Regions from separate parts of the Triticum aestivum genome. Here region 2 is linked to region 1. The links are chromatin contacts, called in public Hi-C maps. All regions are on one chromosome and are shown on one strand. The core of a region is the stretch at or near the end of the contact, and the rest is flanking DNA. Distances in the headings are between cores, read along the strand shown.

Region 1 (3,461 bases), core at 600-3,099:
TAGTTGCATATGAGAACATGCATATATTTCAAGCTATCAATATCACATACACCACGTGTTAAGATATCAACAAGTTAAGTTGATGCTTACGAGTCATCTGCAACAACAATGTCACGCTTTGGGATTGACTCATTGTCGATCTTTCTTCTGATACTCAAAGTAGGTGATACACTCTGAACAACACCAATGATATCTACAGATAAAAGATGGAACAGAGTAAAATTAGTCAGTCTGAAAGCAACGAATTACTAATATAGCTCACTGAATTCAAGCAACTCAGTCTCACCTACTAACTCCCTGCCACCAACATATGGCCCCAGCATATCAATCTTGACAAAGTTGTATTGCACTGGTGGAATGAAAGATTCACCCTCAGCTTCTTCAACAACAGCATTCTCATTCAGGGTCATCTCATAGTCATTCTGGACTGTCTTGAACTGCTTGTTCGCAATTCTGAGCGACCCCTTGGAGATGTAGTAGACCTTCCCAAGCTCAAACACGGGATAGAACTTCTTTGCAGGCTCGTTGAACATGGTGGCCTGGATCTGGGTGCCCTGTATTACACAGATCAAGCAAAGTCAGCTTACAGTCGCAGCTTGGTTCAGCAAATACATGCATGAAAGCGTTCGACATTTGTCAGGGGAACTTACATCCTCATCAGTGAGCTCTACGTTGAAGACATGGCCTTCTCCACGGGCATTCCTGTATGACCTGAGGTTGCCCTTGCTTGTGACCCGCACTTTGATGACCCAGTTCCCCTGGTAGGGGTTCAGGGAGATCAGAGGATGCACCCGTCTCGTCATGGCCAAGCGAGCAGCGGGAGCAGCACTGCAGACACAGAAGTGACATAAGTGAGCAACAATTCTTCACAGATTTCCTCAGCAAAACAGCAGAGTAAGGACGCGGATATGCAAGAAGAGCTTACTTTCCGCGCTGCTCGCTAACAATCTGGGACGCGGACTTCACGTCATGCCTCGGCTTCAGCATAATCGCAGCCGGGGCCCCGCCAATGGGCTTGGAGAGGACCGCAGCCTCCTCCTTGGGCTTCATGAGAGCCGCTGGCTCTTCTATCCTGACCTCGCTCTTGATCTCGGCGTCGAGCGCCTGGGACACGACCTCGCACTTGGTGATGATCACCATCCTGCCGTGTACCGTACAGAACGCGGTGTTCAGTGAAGGATGAAACGGATCTGTAAGAACGGCGGAACAGGAGTGGGGATTGTGCTTACTTGTCCGTCTTTTGTGGGATGTCGTTGCACGTGTAGTTGAGGATGCGGACGAGGCCGAGGTTCTGGAGCTTGCCGGAGTGGACCTCCGACGCGAAGTGGGTGGAGAGGATCGCCTTGACCTTCGCCTCCCCGTCGCTGGCCATGAAACTGCAAGGCAGCAAGAACAGTCCATCAGGGTCACAGGTCATACAGGGGGAAATTGGCGCAAAGAAGAACAGATCTATGCCGGTACGGGGCAAAATGGAGAGATCTAACAGATTCTGAAGACAAACGAGCGATTGCGTGTTGCGCTATGCCTACGAGCAGAAGGGACAGATAGATCCGGCGGGGGTCGACAGGAGGAGGGAGAGCACTCACGTGAAGCGGGAGCCGATGGGCTTGAGGTCGAGGACCTGCACGACGATCTCCGGCACGTCGTCGGGCGACTCCGGCGTGGGGTTGGCGAGGATGAGAGCCACGGCGCCCGGCGTCACCGACTTGGCGTCCATGCCTCTCGTCTCCGGCGGGGTTCGCGCGTCTTCGGGGAGAAGATTTCGTGGGCGGTGGAGGTGGTGTTCGGCGGCGGCGGCGGAGATGGTTTGGAGTTGGGAGAGGGATGGGATCTGCGCGCTGGTTATAAGGTGCTTTTGAGGGGGAAATTGGCGGGCGCGGGCGGGGGCGGGGTTGGGGTTCCTGCGAATTGCCGCGGGTTTCTGTGAACGGCGGGAGGCGCGTGGATGGTTTTCTTTTTTTGGCTCCGTTTTGGTGTCTCTGGCGGGAGAAATTTGGGGGGAGTTTTCGCGCCAGAAGCGAGCGAGCGGGGGATAGAAATATGCTAGCGGTGTGGTGGTACCGCTTTCTCGGCCCAACTGGTTCGAGAGGAGGGCTTTGGGGCCCAGCATCCACACGTGATTCCTTTTTTGAATTCGGAAGTGTGTGTGAGACACCACTCAAAAAAAAGAGGAAGTGTGTGTGAGACGATTGAGGGGGGAAATACTGTGTCCACTGGCCGTGGGAAGAGGAAATACTGACTTGGGGAGCGGAAGAGGTAATAGCACCCCAGATGCATGAACTTGGGTAATGTGATGATTTAGTCCAAAAGTTGCAAAAGTGAACTGAGGCCTCCCAAAACTTGCACATCTATGTGATGTTTTGGTCCAAAGCCAATCACAGTGCGACAAGTGGCAGTTGAGAGCTCGGACCGGTCAGCGGTACAGTTTTGCAAGTACCCCCCGTTGTTCATGTCAAATGCCCAAAACAAAATAAATTGCTTTCATTCAGAGTTGAAAGCTTTCCGCTCATCGTTCTATATAATTTATCATTTTCATGGCATTCATGTCAAATGCCCAAAACACCTATCGACACATGCAAATAATCTGTGAAAAATGACGATCTTTTGAAGACATTTTTTTCTGCTGGTACACTAACTTTTGGGACACATGCCATGTTGCATAATGGGAAGCAAAGCATCAGAAACTCAACAAAAGCCCTCTAGTTCATATGGCTCAGGTAGAGAATTCCGGTAATCCAGAACCCAGAACTTATCATCAGACCAACAGGCTACGCCTGAATAGAGGATACAAGTTTCTCCCAAATAATGACAGCACGGTCTGCATTGATAACGTTAGGAAGACTACATCTGAACAATGCATCGCCAAACAACCCAACACAGAACAAACAAGATCTTCCTGTGAAAGCAACAATCCGTCTTGCCACTAGCAACACTACGAGCTCGCCGAGACGCCACGGACGCCTGATTGCCACGCTGCCGCTACCGCGGTGAGTGCTGCGTCCACGGTGAGCATTAACGCCTGAGCTGCTGGCGCGCGACCGGCCTCTTGGCTCCAGCATTGTGGTGGTGCAGATCATCCAATTTCAGTTTCAGTTACTGAAATTGAAACTGTCATCGGATCATCCAACTGGATGATACTCCTTGCTTGTTCTGTAATTTGAACATATGCAGTACATGACCTCCGATGTGTGCCAAACACAGTTTCTGCTAGTTGAACATGACCTTCGATGAAATTGAGCTTCATTTGTGTGTTGATTAACTGCTAGCTGAAAAAAGCAGAGGCATGTGTATTATTGGTCAGTATACTACAGTTGATCATGTATAAGGGAAGGTTGCAATGTTGCATAGCAAAACAACTCTGAAGTCATACTGTGATTTGGGATTGCTAATTTAATTTTTAGTTACCATGCTTTCCAGGGGACATACAAAGAGTTATGTGGATGTGAATTAACTTCCAGTAT
Region 2 (3,461 bases), core at 589-3,088, 300 kb before region 1:
CAACAAATGCTGTTAACATCGCTAGCATACATATGGCATTCTTGGCTGATATAGTTTTCTTAATAGGTATTGGTATTAATCTGGTTAAGCCCCACTTTATTCCTCTGAGAAAATGCCTACAGTTCTGCATTTAGAAAACTTGCTCGCTTAGTCACACTCACCTATAATAACTAGTACAAATGTGCAAAATTATTTTACTATTTTGTTTAGAACAAAATGGCTTTATTAAACACTTAAAAGGAAGCTTTCTTTACTTTCTTAGTTGTACAAACATTGCTGCCCCCAACTTGCTAAGTCGGCATGATTAATGGTTTTCCATATGTCATGTTTACTTGTACTGCAATTCCATATAATTCATGTATTTATGCACTGGTGGTGCTGTTTATGGACAGTAGTTGCCGATTTCATCCTCCTTTTGCGTTTTACCATTAATATGCTTTAATTTAATTCAATGCAAAGGAATTTGATGGGAAAGTGTTTTTGTTTCATGTTTCCAGAACTCACAACAGGGGTCCAAATTTGTTAAGACAGGTTTAGATGATCTAGGTAAAATGAACAGTTCATCGGTTGCACCTACAATGAAAGTTCAGCCTGGATCAAATAGGATACTTCCACAAGATCCACATCCATCTCATCCGTCTGTATACACTAGCATGCCGCCACCACCACCACCCAAGAACATGTCACTGCCATATCCTAATAGCATGCCACCCCCACCACCCAGGAGCATGCCTCCGCCACCACCTAAGTTCCCTTCAAATGAAGTGTTAAGAAATGAGAATAGGCATTCAGCCCTAAAGGAGCCGTTGGCGCCTCTGAGATCGTTGGACGCGAGTTCTGCTGCACCACCTTCGAAGGAGCCTAAAGAGGAAAAGCCAAGTATTGCATCTGTTTCTGGTAATAGAGGAGCACCATGATATAACATTTTGTATATATAGATCTAATCTAACTTCTGTAAGCTTAATATATTATCTTTGCGTCCATTTTCAGATACTCTGCTGAAGCTTATGGACTATGGGGATGATGACGACGACGATGAGGACTAGCGTGCCTGGAGGGAATACAACTCCCAGTTCAGGGCAGAAACCATTTTCGTCGGTGTGAGAATGAGCGTGTAGTGTAACTGTACTGTGGGTAACACTAGTGCTGTGAAATGGAAATGCCGGTAGACAGTCCTGATGCATTTTCTCAACGCAACAAGTCGTTGAGCTTGTCATTTTGTATCAATGTTATCAGGTCAACAGATTCCCCTGATCTGGATACACGTGATTTTCCCATCTGAAGTACAGTAGTAACTAGCATGGTTCCTTAAGTATTCTTTCAATATGTTGATACTCCCTCCGCCCCCAATTACTTGTCGCAGAAATTTTTAGTTCTAGATACATTCAATTCTATCATTTTTGCGACAAGTAATTTAGGACCGAGGGAGTATGTGTTTAGGTGCTGTCAGCATTGTAGTGTACCTTTTTATAAACTGTGCACTCGCTCGGTTCCTAAATATATGACGTTTTGGCAGCTTAAATTGAAATTGCCAAAACCTAGTATATTAGGAACAGAGGGAGTATAATCAATAGTCTTTTTTTTGCATGGTAGTATAATCAATATAGTCTACTCACACACGGTGGCTGCCTTGCACAAAGGTGTGGCAACTTGCAGCCTCTGTTTGCCGTTTGGAATGCGAATTCGACACGGCACGAAACAGTTCAATTCCAAGACGGATAAAGAAAGATTTACGCGACCCTGAACACGTGGCACGGCACCTAAACGATCTCATCTTGACCTCTCTTCCTTCTGTGAACGTCTGAACTTTCTTTGTCTCTGGCTTTTTTTTTCTGACGGGTTCTTTGTCCATGGCTTAGCTTAGACGTCACTCGTTCCTCGGGCCATCTGCTGATATTCTGCTCCATAAAGTATTTGCTCTCGCTTCGCCTATTAGTATCCTATATATACGAATACTGTGCTGCTGTGGTTTGTGAGCTCTGGGGAGTCGCCGGGAACGACGATGGTGGCGGCTCTGGTGCATCTGCTGGTCGCCTTCAGCGCCGCCGTGTTGGCCGCTGCCGGCGGCGAGCAGCCGCTGTCGAAGATCGGCGTCCACCGGGCCACCTTGGCGATCCATCCGGGCGCCTCCGTCGACGTCTCGCCGCTCCTCCTCGGCCTGCAGGTGAGCTTTCCCCACCATCGTTCCTTCTTCCCGCCCCGCGAGCACCATGCGCACGAGGTCCAGAGCTTGAGCATTTTGGTCCCATCTGGAATTAAATTTGGTCAATCAGTGTCAGTACCAGCGCCACTGTAGCTGCTGATAGATACAGTAGATAGATATCCAGTGAAACTCGAATTGGCAGCATGACCTGGAAGAGAACGAAAGGGCCGCATTTGACTGAAGCAGTTGATGCACTGTCAGATTAATCGGCTGTACCACATTTGTTACAGGGGCAGGACCAAGAATGGGTGACCATCGGGTTTAACAACCCCAGGCCATCCAAGGATGACTGGATTGGGGTCTTTTCCCCTGCTAATTTCAGGTAAGATGCACATCTTGACTAGTATGATTTCCCCTGGCATGACAGTTTATTCTTCACTGCTTCTCGTTGCTGAATTTAAAGGCTTCATTAAAAGAGCAGAAAAGAAAGATGGATTGGACACTGGCTTACTCACAGATTCGTTTTGCTGTATTTAACAGTGACTCCATTTGCCCGTCGGAGAACCAATGGGTCGAGGCCCCTCTTTTGTGCACGGCTCCTATTAAGGTTGGTGTCATTCTCCGTGATTCTTCCTCCGTGTGTGACCTCGGAACATTTTTAACATATGCTGAATAATGAGGTATCATTTTTGGCAGTTCCAATATGCAAACTACACGACGGCCGACTATGCCAAGACCGGAAAGGGGTCCTTGAGGCTTCAGATAATTAATCAGAGGAGTGATATATCATTCGCATTGTTTTCTGGAGGCCTCTCAAATGTATGTACAATTGCTCCTTGTTTGTTCATATCGGAGCTCAGCTTACTACGCTGAACCACAGGGTGTTGGAAGTTGAAACTGAACATCGTTCATTTTTTCTGGGGGAGAGAGTTGAAGAGTGATCACTCTGATTTTGTGCATGGTAGATTGATAGCCAATGCTGTTTTTTCTTTTCTGAGACCATGGCAGTTAATGCCATTTCAGCTGAGATACACTGGAGTAATATTTATTTTAGCCTTCTCATTTTTTATCAGTGCGCGACTGTTAAATAGTGCTTGCTCTAACATGGCTATTTGCATCTTTTGTATATAATATAACAGCCGAAGCTTATCACACGTTCAAATAGCATAACTTTCGCAAACCCGAAGGCTCCTGTATACCCACGCTTGGCACAAGGAAAGTCCTGGGATGAAGTAAGTACCATTTCCTTAAATATTTCATTAATGAATGGGTATAAACTGAACGTTGTACATTGTGATCTATGGAGGAAAAAAACGCC

What was found. A called contact is a pair of places that touch in the nucleus more often than the background predicts.
Region 2: a Hi-C map of root shows a contact between it and region 1, with 8 times the contacts expected there. The contact joins the promoter of LOC123098251 here to the promoter of LOC123098249 in region 1. A contact is called at or near these places in 3 of 5 Hi-C or Micro-C datasets (leaf, root and an unstated tissue) and 1 of 1 datasets of contacts at active chromatin or transcription factors (leaf).

What each region holds. Positions count from the first base shown.
Region 1 is chr4D:414,868,960-414,872,420 of IWGSC CS RefSeq v2.1, reverse strand. It overlaps LOC123098249 (replication protein A 70 kDa DNA-binding subunit B), which reads right to left and starts at 1,849. Exons shown (of 12, transcript XM_044520189.1): 1 at 1,587-1,849; 2 at 1,230-1,376; 3 at 926-1,141; 4 at 651-828; 5 at 287-554; 6 at 91-193. The coding sequence starts at 1,717.
Region 2 is chr4D:415,168,737-415,172,197 of IWGSC CS RefSeq v2.1, reverse strand. LOC123098251 (probable inactive purple acid phosphatase 1) reads left to right here and starts at 1,838. Exons shown (of 12, transcript XM_044520192.1): 1 at 1,838-2,164; 2 at 2,434-2,525; 3 at 2,684-2,750; 4 at 2,840-2,962; 5 at 3,283-3,375. The coding sequence starts at 2,003. It overlaps LOC123098252 (protein RIK), which reads left to right. Exons shown (of 12, transcript XM_044520193.1): 11 at 498-897; 12 at 991-1,312. The coding sequence ends at 1,046.